2 separate regions of the Zea mays genome follow, and region 1 is linked to region 2. A link is a contact called in public Hi-C data. All regions are on one chromosome and are shown on one strand. Each heading gives the region's core, a stretch centred on a gene start, on an enhancer-like site or on the middle of the called end of the contact. The rest is flanking DNA. Distances are from core to core; before and after follow the strand shown.

The links. A called contact is a pair of places that touch in the nucleus more often than the background predicts.
Region 1: a Hi-C map of ear shows a contact between it and region 2, with 2.5 times the contacts expected there. The contact joins the promoter of LOC100384841 here to the promoter of LOC100281584 in region 2. A contact is called at or near these places in 2 of 25 Hi-C or Micro-C datasets (ear and tassel).

The regions. Positions count from the first base shown.
Region 1 is chr6:127,124,378-127,130,265 of Zm-B73-REFERENCE-NAM-5.0, forward strand. It overlaps LOC100384841, which reads left to right and starts at 3,899. Exons shown (of 10, transcript NM_001362559.1): 1 at 3,899-4,140; 2 at 4,242-5,192; 3 at 5,343-5,817. The coding sequence starts at 5,148. It overlaps LOC103629969 (zinc finger MYM-type protein 1), which reads right to left and starts at 3,539. Exons shown (of 2, transcript XM_020540188.3): 1 at 3,205-3,539; 2 at 576-3,068. The coding sequence starts at 3,060. The coding sequence ends at 724.
Region 2 is chr6:126,752,136-126,758,420 of Zm-B73-REFERENCE-NAM-5.0, forward strand. LOC100281584 (BRASSINOSTEROID INSENSITIVE 1-associated receptor kinase 1) reads right to left here and starts at 2,434. Exons shown (of 10, transcript NM_001154503.3): 1 at 2,214-2,434; 2 at 1,826-1,958; 3 at 1,643-1,714; 4 at 1,366-1,509; 5 at 1,219-1,290; 6 at 1,072-1,131; 7 at 714-955; 8 at 269-610; 9 at 1-49. The coding sequence starts at 2,343.

The sequences.
Region 1 (5,888 bases), core at 2,649-5,148, 370 kb after region 2:
TATTTTGTATTATTTGAGTCTCAACTTTAAAAGTAATTAAATGGGCTCAATATGACATATGTAGGTTGCTCTTATTGTATGATTCAGCAGATCCTCTATTACATCTTCTATCTTATCTTTATTTTAAACTTAAATGTGTAAACAATGTTAAATAATGTCAACGTTTCCTTTATTTTAGTGCGTGACAGTCTAAGGCTGCCCGCAGTGGAGAGCTCCATTTGCTACTCGATCTGACATAGAGTACAAAATCTGCCGCAGTGGAGAGCTGTATGGGCGACTCCATTTTAGCGTAGATGCTCAGGAACGGCAAAACTAGCGTGGTACGGATTTAACTCTATGCAGCCACAAGCCAGCCGCTGCGACGTGTAGCCTGCAGGGGCAGCGCAACTGAAAAGGCCGCCCAATGTAAAAGCGTGACGTGTATGAAAGTGAAATAAAAAAATGATATAATATATGGTAGTTGGTATAGGGTTGAGATATGGAGTAAATATGACTGCGGAGAATTATGGTATAGAGTAGAGAACCTTGCTGACAAGGACAAAATATTCTTTTTAGAGTAGAAATTTAGAGTTGTATGAGTGCGGATAGCAGTGGCGAAGCTAGAGCGTAACAGAGGGGGGTGCGACTATAAAAGAGTAACAAAAGAAAATGGCAATATAAATACTACTAGCATGGTCAAAACTATCAAAATAGGCAAAATACATTATATGTTAATTGTTACCTTTAATTATCATCAAATCTGCGTTCTTGCATTTTCATGAAGCGACGAATCACAGACTCATTCGTGACTTTCATCATTTCTTCTTTCTCCACATAGCAAATAAGACAATCGCTCATAAATTGATCACCGATGCGGTTGCGCAAATTTGTTTTCACAATCTTCATGCCAGAGAAAATCCTCTCAACTGTAGCAGTAGCAACTGGCAGTACTAGTACAAGCTTCAGAAGTCGATAAACTAGTGGGTAACGATCATGTTTTCTAGTCTCCACCATTTTCTGAGAAAGCTCAGCAATAGTTTGTATGTTGGAGAATCTATCATCATTTCTCACATCAAATATGTAGAGGCCAAGTTCATTGCTAAGGTCCCTCAGATTCCCAGAATCAAAATCATGTGGATAAAGCTTTGCTAGGCTCAACAACTTGTCCACATTAAAATCACAAAACGAGTCTCTTGGACTAAAAGAGGCCGAGCATACAAGCAATTGAGAGCTTGTCTCGTTAAAGCGGCTGTCAAGCTCTTGGAGTACCCAATCAATAATATCATTGAAACAATCTACTTGATAGTAATGCTTGTTTGTGATTCCAGATTTGTGCCTCCTCTTCTTTGGATCAATATATTCATCTTCCATTTCCAATTTGGCAATATCATTCTTCTCACAAAATTCATACACATCATCTATTAGTTTTTCCCACTTTTCTCTTCTAAGCTCATCTAATTGGCATCTAGTGGCTCTCACACAGTTAATAGCATTCACTATGTCTTGATCCTTGCGCTGCAGTGCTAAGCACAAGGTATTTGTGATTCCTAATATAGTCAACATGAGATGCAAATAGAAGATGGAGTCAAAAGACTGGAAATACTCCCGAAGATTTGATGCTTGATCTCTAATTTTCCAGTCCTTATCCTTTTCCACAATTTCTAGTACCTTCATTATTGTAGAAAACATGTCAACTATACTCTTCAGAGATTTATAATGAGAACTCCAACGAGTATCTCTAGGTCTTTGAACACTTTGCTCTTGATTTAACCCTGTACCAGTTTGAAGTTGCCCACACCCAAGTGCCTTACTCATTTCTTTAAGGTTAATATCTCTAATCATTTCCCTTCTCTTAGCTGATCCACCAACAACATTTAATAATATGGAAACCTTGGTAAAAAAATCACTAACCCCTTTATGCTTTCTCACAATAGCCACAAGGACTAATTGGAGTTGGTGAGCAAAACAATGCACATAATAAGCTGAACTATTTTCTCTCATGATCAATGATTGCAAGCCATTGAACTCACCTCTCATATTGCTAGCACCATCATATCCTTGGCCTCTAACTTGCTTCAAACTTAAGTTAAGCTCAGCAAATAGTGCATCAATGGAAGACTTAAGATGGGCTGAAGTTGTTTCACTTACATGAACAAGTCCAACAAATCTTTCTTTCACAATTCCACATTTATCTACATATCTCAAGACCACAGCCATTTGTTCTTTCCAAGAAACATCTCTTGACTCATCAACTAGCAAGCAAAAAACATCATTCCGAATTTCTTCTAGAATAGCCTGTAACACCTCCTTTGCAAAACAATGCACAATGTCCCTTTGTATTTCAGGAGAAACCAAAAGACTATTTTCTGATTTTCCTTTACTTGTTGCCTTCCTTAATACTGGATTTTGCTCCGCTGCAAAATCACGAAATTCCCTGAAATTCCCTCTATTTAGGGAATCCTTTGACTCATCATGGCCTCGGAAAGGCAAGCCTTGCTTTGCTAACATTCTAGCGACATCAATAGACCCATTCAGTCGAATCATATAGTCCCTCTTAGCACTTTCACTTACACCACGGAAAGCCACATTAATGTGTTGTCTTGTTTGCAACAAATCATCACACTTCTTCATTGCTAGATAGTGCGAGCGACCAACATCACCCACATGTTCTCTCAGCCTTTGTTTTCTGTGAAAACCATTCCAACCATTTTTCACAAAAGCTTCATATCCACCATCTTTCTTTCCTCTGAATAGGAAACAGGAAAAACAATACGCTCTATCTTTAGATTCACTGTATTCAAGCCAACTTCCAAACTCATCAAACCAATCTGGAATAAACCTTCTTGGCCCTCCTCCAATATTTGTTACAGGAAAACTACATGTGCGAGGTTGACAAGGCCCTTTTTCCAAGTACTTTCTTCTCACCATTTCTCTGAGATTAGGATGGTAGTCATCTATTTGTTTCCGCAAACCTGGATCATATTTAATCTCCTCTTCCCAGTTGATATCATCCAAACACAGATTGCTAGCAATGTTGGCACTATCTGGCTCTGGCGCTTTTCTTTTGAAAAATCTTTCCATCGATTAATCTGTATATACACTGTCTAGTAAATAACTTTAGAAAGAAAGAGGCAAATATCTACAAGAAATAAATAGAGATTAAATAACTTGAGAAAGAAAGAGGCAAATATCTACAAGAAATAAATAGATAGCAGCTTTATGTACCTCTGCAACTTCAAGCAGCGCTCGTACAAGATGCAGGCATGCAGCTAGCTGCCGCCGACCGGATTGCAGAGGTGCTCCACAGCTCCGCTGGCTGAGGCACAGGAGTCGCCGACTCGCCGATCGCCGGATCACAGAAAGCAGAGGCACAGTGCACAGGCACGGATGGGAAGAGAGACCGTCGGCCGCCGCCGCGACGGATGCGAGCAGCGAGCCTCGAGGGAAAACACGTATACGCGCTGCACTTTCCATCTTCCTGGCTTCCTGTGATGGGCTCAAGTTAACTGGGCTTGCTGCTTGAGCTGGGCTGTGGGGGGTGCAGCATATTGGCCCAAGAGGGTGCATACGGGGTCAAAATCTGATTTTAATAACTTGTTTTTGGATTTTGGGGGGGTGCATCCGCATCCACATGCCAATACGTGGCTTCGCCAACTGGCGGATAGCCTAAGCAACAATCGCCTAGCCGGCATTTCCCAGTCCTAGCACGCAACAAAATCACCGTTTACTTTATTTGCTCACTGACTCCGACAGATTGGCACGTCACTGGCAGTGACGACGACATGCGAGGAAATCCCTGAAAAGGAAAGGAGCGATCCTCACCGGCATCCACGCCCCCCGCCCGCATTTATTTTTTTAGCCCCGGAACGGAACCGCATCGGCCATCGGACCGGACGCAATGCAACGCAGGTCGCCGCAGCAGACAGGCGGACACATACCTAAGACCTAACAAAATCCCAAAGCCGATACCGGTGACGCGGCGGCGCGGCCCACCACGGCATCGGGCCCGCGGGGCGGAGGGCGTCGCTTTCGCGAGCCACCGGCCGCGCGTACGGCTCCGGCACCAGCGCAGCGCAGCGCACGCCGGGCTGCCTGGCGTCCAGGCGTATTTTCCCTCAAGGTTCCGTCGCCGTCTCGCCCTCCGACGCTCCACGCACGCCGGTGCACATGCTATTTCTTTTTTTTTCTGTTTTTTTCTCATGCCGGCCGGCCAGCCGCTGGATTGACGGGTTCTCACCAGCTGTTATGTGGTACTGTAACAGGCAATCTCCGGAGAGCGACGGCCGTTACGATCAGACCAGACGTCAGACCAGACCAGAGGTGTCGATCCGTTCCCGGCTCGGTTCTTCCTACTTTCTTGGACTTTTGATCGCGTCGCGTCGATTAGAAACTGCCTGCGAGTTACCGCGCGACGACTTGCTGATGACGGTGTGTCATCGCCTTTCCAATTGGAAAACCAGAAAGGTGAAAGCTTCGGAATGAGACGATGGCGGAATGGAATTGGCTGCAGAAAGCAGCTTATCTTTGGCAGCGATAGTCACAGCCGGAGATCCCACCCGCGGCGGCACAGGTCTAAAAGGAGCAACCGCAGATCAACTTTGCCAGTGATACGTCCGTAGTCCCTGCCGAATACTCGTACCTGCTGATACTACCTCACCACCCACACACTCCCCCCTCCCACGACCAAGGTTCTAAAACTTTTTTCCCCAAGAACATCCTTGTCTGTCTCCACCTGCTGACCCTTGCAACCGCAGCTATAAAAAGTACCTACGCAGGTCTCGCGATTGTAAAAGATTGCTGCAGAGAAGTTTGGGAGGAACAGGGTTACAGTAGAAGCCAGTTTTTGCCTTTTTTCCAATCCCTGTTCTTGCTTGTCCTGGCCCCGCTCCTTGGACTTGGATTTCGATTTCTTCCTGACCATGAGTGGCAATTGCCAAGTAAAAAGCTGCGAGGGTTGAAGCGAGCACGGCAAGATCTGTTGGTTGTTGCAGGAGGCTTGCCACAGGAAGGAAAGGAGGTGCCGCTTGCGGACTGTCCTGCTTGTCCTCTCACAAGACGACTCCAAGCCGAGAAATCTTCGCCCAAATTCTCGCTCCCCCGCTCTCAATTAGCGTGCATGGGCGCAGGAAAGGCGGCGCCTTGAGCTGCTGCTGCGTCAGGGGGGGCGAATGGATGCAGAGAGCGGCCGCGGCGCCGCGGGTGCGCGCAAGAAGGTGGGAGTGAGCCCGGCCGGTCGCCTTTTTTTCTCTCGGGTTCCGTCTGAAAGATTCGATTTTCTTTTTTGTTCTTTCCTTTTTGTTTTGTGTGGTGGTTTGAGCGGCATGGTGATGGGAGTTTCTTTTGTTTTCTTGGTGGGGTTGCAGTCATGGCGGTCAGAGCTGGTGCTAGCCTACCAGAGCCTCGGCGTCGTGTACGGCGATTTGGCGACGTCGCCGCTCTACGTGTACAAGAGCGCCTTCGCCGGCGGCGACATCGAGCACTCTGAGGGCAACGAAGAGATCTACGGCGTGCTGTCGCTCGTGTTCTGGACGCTCACCCTCATTACGCTCCTCAAGTACGTGCTCGTCGTCCTGCGCGCCGCCGATGACGGCGAGGGCGGCACCTTCGCGCTCTACTCCCTCATATGCCGCCGGGTCCGCGCGGGGCTCCTCCCTGGCGTCGGCGACAGCGCTGTCGACGAGCTCAAGGACCAGCCCGACGGCGCGCTGCCGCCGCCAGCGTCGAGCGTGCGCGCGGCGCTGCAGCAGCGCAGGGAGCTGCAGTGGCTGCTGCTGCTGTTCGCTCTGCTCGGGACGTCCATGGTCATCGGCGACGGCGTGCTCACCCCTGCTGTCTCCGGTCGCACCTCCCCTCCTTGCCTTAACTGTCGTCAATATCCATTGGTTGGTACCAAGAATCTGACATGTGCT
Region 2 (6,285 bases), core at 1,184-3,683:
GCCCCGAGAGCTATCCTCTTCCTCGTCACCCAGTCCAGAGGTGGCTTCCCTGTAGGCGTAGCGATCATTGTGGAATAAAGTGAGGATAGGAATCGTATGCTTGTGGTACTGCTAGCTGTGCCAACATTTGTCAACTGGAAGGAAGAATAAGGAAGTGCTAGCTAGAATCCGATTCCAGTCACTTTCCGAAGAAGAAGAGAGAATCTGTTCTGCACTACTGCAAGTTCACATTGGAATCTTGAGAAGAAGAAGAAGAAAAAAAGCTTACCTTTGAGGCGCGACGCGACGCTTCCATTAGACATGTATGGATAGACCAGCAACCTCTCTGTGGCGGTCATGCAGAACCCATAGAGCCTGAGAAGGTTTCTGTGCAGTGCCAGGCTGATCATCTCGACCTCGGTTTGAAACTGGGCCTCGCCGCCCGCGGCGTTGCCGTCCTTGAGTCGCTTCACGGCCACAAGAGTTCCGTCAGGGAACTGCCCTCTGTAGACGTATCCAAAGCCACCTTTTCCCAGTATGTTCTTGCTGCTGAAGTTGCCTGTCGCAGACTGAAGCTCCCTGAACTGGAACCTCTTCACGTTCCCGAGGCTAACGTTCTCCATGTGTTGATCTGCATGTGGCCAGCCAATCCATTCCGAGAGCAGTTTCATCATTAACTGTTAACCTCCCAGCAGGCTACAAAATGATAGAGCCATAGAGGGAGGTCTCCTTACCATCGACATCAAAAAGGACCTGCCGGTTTCTACGATGCCTCCACCAGAACAGAAACCCGGCAGCGAGGACGAGGAGGCCGATGCAGCCAATTGCGGTACCAAATGCAATTGCAAACTTATGGCTTTTAGACATTATTGCCGGAGGCAGTGAGCTGTTGAGGTTGTATGGCGGCATTGGGGCAGTCCCATAGCAATCTCTCTCGGCGTTGTTGGTGCCGCAGATGAGAGGATTCCCAACTATGCTGCAAGAACATCAATGGAAGAATAGCCTTCAATCTAACATTTCATGTTCAAGTGTCATATTCGTCGGATGTGAAATTTATATTATGAAGTGGCAGACACAAAATTCTAGCCTTACTTGAATGTTCTTGCCAAAGATCCCGGCACTGGACCACTCAGATTATTATATGACAAGTCTCTGAAAGACACGGTGGTGTACAGTGAGAACAAACCCAAAAACAATATAATAGCAAACACAAATTAAACAGTGAGAAACTATACTCACAGGAAAACAAGCTGGGACAAATTAGCTGATGCTGAAGGGAATGGGCCAGACAGGGTGTTGTTGTTGAGCCTCCTGGACATGGCAACAAACCCAGGTTATCATAGCTGGAGAAGAGAAGTACATAATGAGAGGCTTGCATGCACTCACAAGTACTGCAGGCTCTCAAGGTTGCCCACAGAAGTGGGGATTGCGCCATACAGGTGGTTGCTAGAGAGATCAAGTGTCCTGAGCTTTGTAAGCTTGCCGATCTCTGCTGGGATTAGGCCGGTGATGTTGTTGTTCTGCAGGAGACTGCAGCAGCAGGGAAGGGAAGCAAACGATCAACCTCGCTCCAGCCAAAAAAAAAAAAAAAAAAAGGAACCACACCACACGTCCATGCACACTGACTGAAAGCAGAAACGCGAGAAGGAAGTAACACACTCACATAGTCTCAAGATTCGTCAGGTTCCCTATGCTTGGGGAGAGCAGGCCAGAGAGGTTCTGACCTGGGACCTCCCTGCCAAACGATCAAACAGCCACAAACATCGGTAGTAAGAACACATGGACACGGGGAATGAGTTGTGCAGATGGGATGGGAGATCGATCGAGGGAGTGGAATGATGCTTACAGTCCGGTGACGAAGTTCTCTAGCGAGCAGCTGACTGTGGTCCAGCTGCAGGGATCCACGGAGTCCTGGTCCCAGTTCTTGAGCACGCCGTGGGGGTCCTTGAGCGTGTTCTTGATCGTCATCAGAGCTTGCACTGCACAACATCATACACACATATACCAGAGAATTAACCCAGTGAGCTGAGGTCCCACCAATGCAACTAAGAAGCAACGCGACGACGAAGACAGCTGACAGTGAGTGGAGTCCTTGATTTTCATTTCTATTCGCCGTCGAAAACAACGATTCTGTTTGAGGCAAACGAAACAGAGATAGAAACTGGTACTGCTGTAGTCGCAGAGTACGTGAGGAAACAGGAAAGAAGGAAAAGGAGAGAGAGAGATGACAGAACCTTCAGGGTTGACGCCCTTGGGGGAGAGGAGGGCGCTAGAGCTACAAGGGGAGGAGACGATAAGCAGCAGCAGCAAGAGTAGCATCACAGGAGGGGAGGGGGGAGAAGAAGATGGTGGCGCCTCCTCCATTGCCGAAGGGAGGCAGCTAGAGGTGGGTGGAGCTGGAGCCAAGAGAAGAGAAGAGAGCGAGAAAGAGTGGCGGCCGGTCCTCCTGCGTGCAATGTGGTGTGGTATGTTCAAACATGGAACAAGCGTGAGGCCAAGCAAAACATGCAAACGCAGTGCAGGTGGGGGTGCGGTGCGGTGCAGTGCAGAGGGCAGGGCAGCCTTCTCTCTCCCCCACGCCACAGTGAGTCCATACAGAGAGAGTGGGAGAAAGGCAGCTAGGCAACCAAAGCCGAGCGAGATGGCAGTGGCACTGTGGGGGCAGTGCGCAACGCAACGCAACGCACGCAGAGACAGACAGAGACAGGACACACAGGCAGCCCCCCTCCCTGGGGCCATGTCAGTCAGAGGCAAATGACACAAAAGAAGATGCCTGCGCTCCGGCAGGAGCAGGACGCAAGAGCACAAAAGCAGGGGAGGGTAAGCCAGGAACAAACACGCCTGCCACCTGAAAACTGAGATATAATACAATGGACGATTTCTTTTCAGTCCGAATTTTTTTACTCCTTTTGTTTATGTGTCTTTTTTTTTTTGTCTTCTGAGGAAGACGGAGAGGAGAAAAGGGAAATGTGAATTAAATACGCTCCATGTTTCTAGGAACACAAGGTCATGTCAAGACAAAGGAGAGAAGACCAATGGAAGAGTTTTCTTTTTCAGGCTCGACTCGTTTCCTTTTTGTTTCTTTTTTGTATATAGGGAATTCCAGGCCTCAACGGAAGCCCCGAGAGAAAGAAGAGAAAAAAAAATGCACACATAATATTATTGAAGTGTCAGCTTGACTACCATTTTCTACTAGAATAATAAGTAATAATATCTAATAAATGTATAAACTTGTAGCACTTCTCATGATAAATCATCACATGAATTTTTGTTTTCTAAACTAAAAATAAAAAGCAAAAGCGTCAAAACTTCAAACAGATTTATGTCAAAGCATCAAGTTTTAGGTACAAGGAAAACAAAGACTATTATGGCTAGTTTGGGAACCCCATTTTTCCAAGAGAAATTAGTTCATTATTTTTTTGAAAAAATTGGAGTTCTCCAACCCTTAGACTTTATTTGGTGTGGATATTGGGCTGGAGGAATTGAATTGAGTGCCAATACCAATTCGGCTTTACAATGAAAAATAGGTTCAATACTAAATCGTAGATAAAATTGGTAGCTAGAATAAAGTAAGCTTATAATACCAAATTATGTTTGGTTGTACATACATTGAAATGACCAGCTCTCTTCCTCTTTTTCTCTCCTTGCACATGAGATCTCCGCTAGGGCTCACCCTCGACGAGATCTCCTCAGCTTGCCCTCCCTCTCCAGCCACCTCTCTGCTTGAGTATTGTGTCAACCAGGTCCCTTCCGCGTCTTAAGATCACATAGAGGGGTGAATAACTGATTCTACAAAAATAGCTTACAACAATACAAACTTGGTCTAAAAGTTAAAGCTAATGCAAATTTAACCAAGTTCGAGAGGAGAGAAATAGAGAGATTCTCTTCACTTGATTGCTCTAACAAGATATGGATCTAAATTTAGAGTTCTCAAAAAATTCTAATTTTTTGTATGTTAGTTTAGCTAGAAAAATGTCTGTGTCAAAATTAGAGACATTTTATTACTTGTTGATAAGTTTTTATAAAAAATGTACAATTGATTTAGTTGGTAATTAGAAGAAAGACCAATTAACTTACTTAATAAAGTCAAAAAAAATTAATAGTTTATTAATAGTATTATTTAACTCTAATAATATTTTTAGAATTAGAAGATAAAAACGAAAGAGACAAAAATATTAAGGGGTTGCTTGGTTTGCTGCCTAAAGCGACACAACATGTCTAACTTTTCTGCGTAAGGTTAGGCAAACTGTGGTGCCTTGAGTAGAAAACCAAACATGTTGTAAGCTATTTTTATGTAGTTTATATTTTTAGTAATTATCTATTAGTCCTCAAATTTTAGAAAAAATAGAGCGAACATAATATATGCTATTTTTCAAACTAGGTGAAGTTTCGGCCGGTAATTACTGAACGATCTTCAGTAATTATCAGTAATAACTAAATGGTATTCAGTAATTATAGGTAATTACTAAAGATGGTTCAGTTATTACTAGTTGGATAAAGTTTCACTTAGGATAACAAATAGCGCTAGCCACGGATATAATATATATTTGTCGGGGACCATAATTAGGGGTACCCCCAAGACTCCTAATCTCAGCTGATAACCCCCATCAGCACAAAGCTGCAAAGGCCTGATGGCTCAGTCCACTCAAGGGACACGATCTCGCCTCACCCGAGCCCAGCCTCGGGCAAGGGCAGCCGACCCCGGAGGATTCACGTCTCGCTCGAGGGCCCCCTCAAGCAACGAACACACCTTCGGCTCGCCCGAGCCCCAGTCTTCGCCGAGAAGCAACCTTGGCCAGATCGACACGCCAACCGACCGTATCGCAGGAGCATTTAATGCAAGGATGGCCTGACACCTTATCCTGACGCGCGCTCTTCAGTCGACAGAGCCGAAGTGACCGCGGTCACTTCGCCGCTCCACTAACCGACCTGACAAGAAGGCAGCGCCGCTTGCGTCGCTCCGACTGCTGTGCCACTCAACAGAGTGAGGCTGACAGCAGCCAAGTCCAGCCTCGGGCGCCATAGGAAGCTCCGCCTCGCCTGACCTCAGGGCTCGGCCCCGTCTCGGCCTCGGACGATGGACTCCGCCTCGCCCGACCCCAGAGCTCGGACTCAGCCTCGGCTCCGGAAGACGACGAATTCCGCCTCGCCCGACCCCAGGGCTCGGACTCAGCCTCGGCTCCGGAAGACGACGAATTCTGCCTCGCCCGACCCCAGGGCTCGGACTCAGCCTTGGCCTCGGACGACGGTCTCCGCCTCGCCCGACCCGGGGCTCGGACTCGACCTCGACCTCGGAAGACAGACTCGACCTCGACCTCGGAGGAGCCTCCGCCTCGCCCGACCCAGGGCTCGGACCGACCACGTCACAGGGGGGCCATCATTACCCTACCCCTAGCTAGCTCAGGCTACGAGGAACAAGACCGACGTCCCATCTGGCTCGCCCCGGTAGACAAATAATGATGGCGCCCTGCGTGCTCCATGACGACGGCGACTCTCAGCCCCTTACGGAAGCAAGGAGACGTCAGCAAGGACTCGACAGCCCCGACAGCTGTCCTTCCGCAAGGCTCCAGCGCTCCTCCGACGGCCACGACATCACATGAACAGGGTGCCAAAACCTCTCCGGCTGCCACGACGGCATGTACTTAGGGCTCTAGCTCCTCTCTGCTAGACACGTTAGCACACTGCTACTCCCCCATTGTACACCTGGACCCTCTCCTTACGCCTATAAAAGGAAGGTCCAGGGCTCTCGTACGAGAAGGTTGGCCGCGCGGGAGAACGGGCCGGCGCGTAAGACTCCCGCTCTCTCCCACGCGGACGCTTGTAACCCCCTACTGCAAGCGCACCCGACCTGGGCGCAGGACAACACGAAGGCCGCGGGTTTCCCCTTTTGCCTGTCTCCTTTTTCCCCCCTTCGTGCTCCGTCTCGCGCCGACCCATCTGGGCTGGGACACACGGCGACAATTCACTCGTCGGTCCAGGGACCCCCCGGGGTCGAAACACCGACAGTTGGCGCGCCAGGTAGGGGCCTGCTACGTGTTGACGAACAGCTTCCCGTCAAGCTCCAGATGGGTAGTCTCCAGCAACCTCTCCAACCCAGGACGATTCTCCGTTTCGGGAGTCTTGAGTTCATGTCCCTCGACGGCAGCTACGACATGATACTCCTTCCTCCGCCGCGCGACAACGACAATGGCGGCCGTCAGCCCCCCCGCCGGCGGCGGAATCGACGACGTCTTCCCCACGTGGCGGAAGAACAACATTCGGGTTTGTCCCGTCGCCTCCCCCGCCGACGAAGGAGGAGGCGGGGCA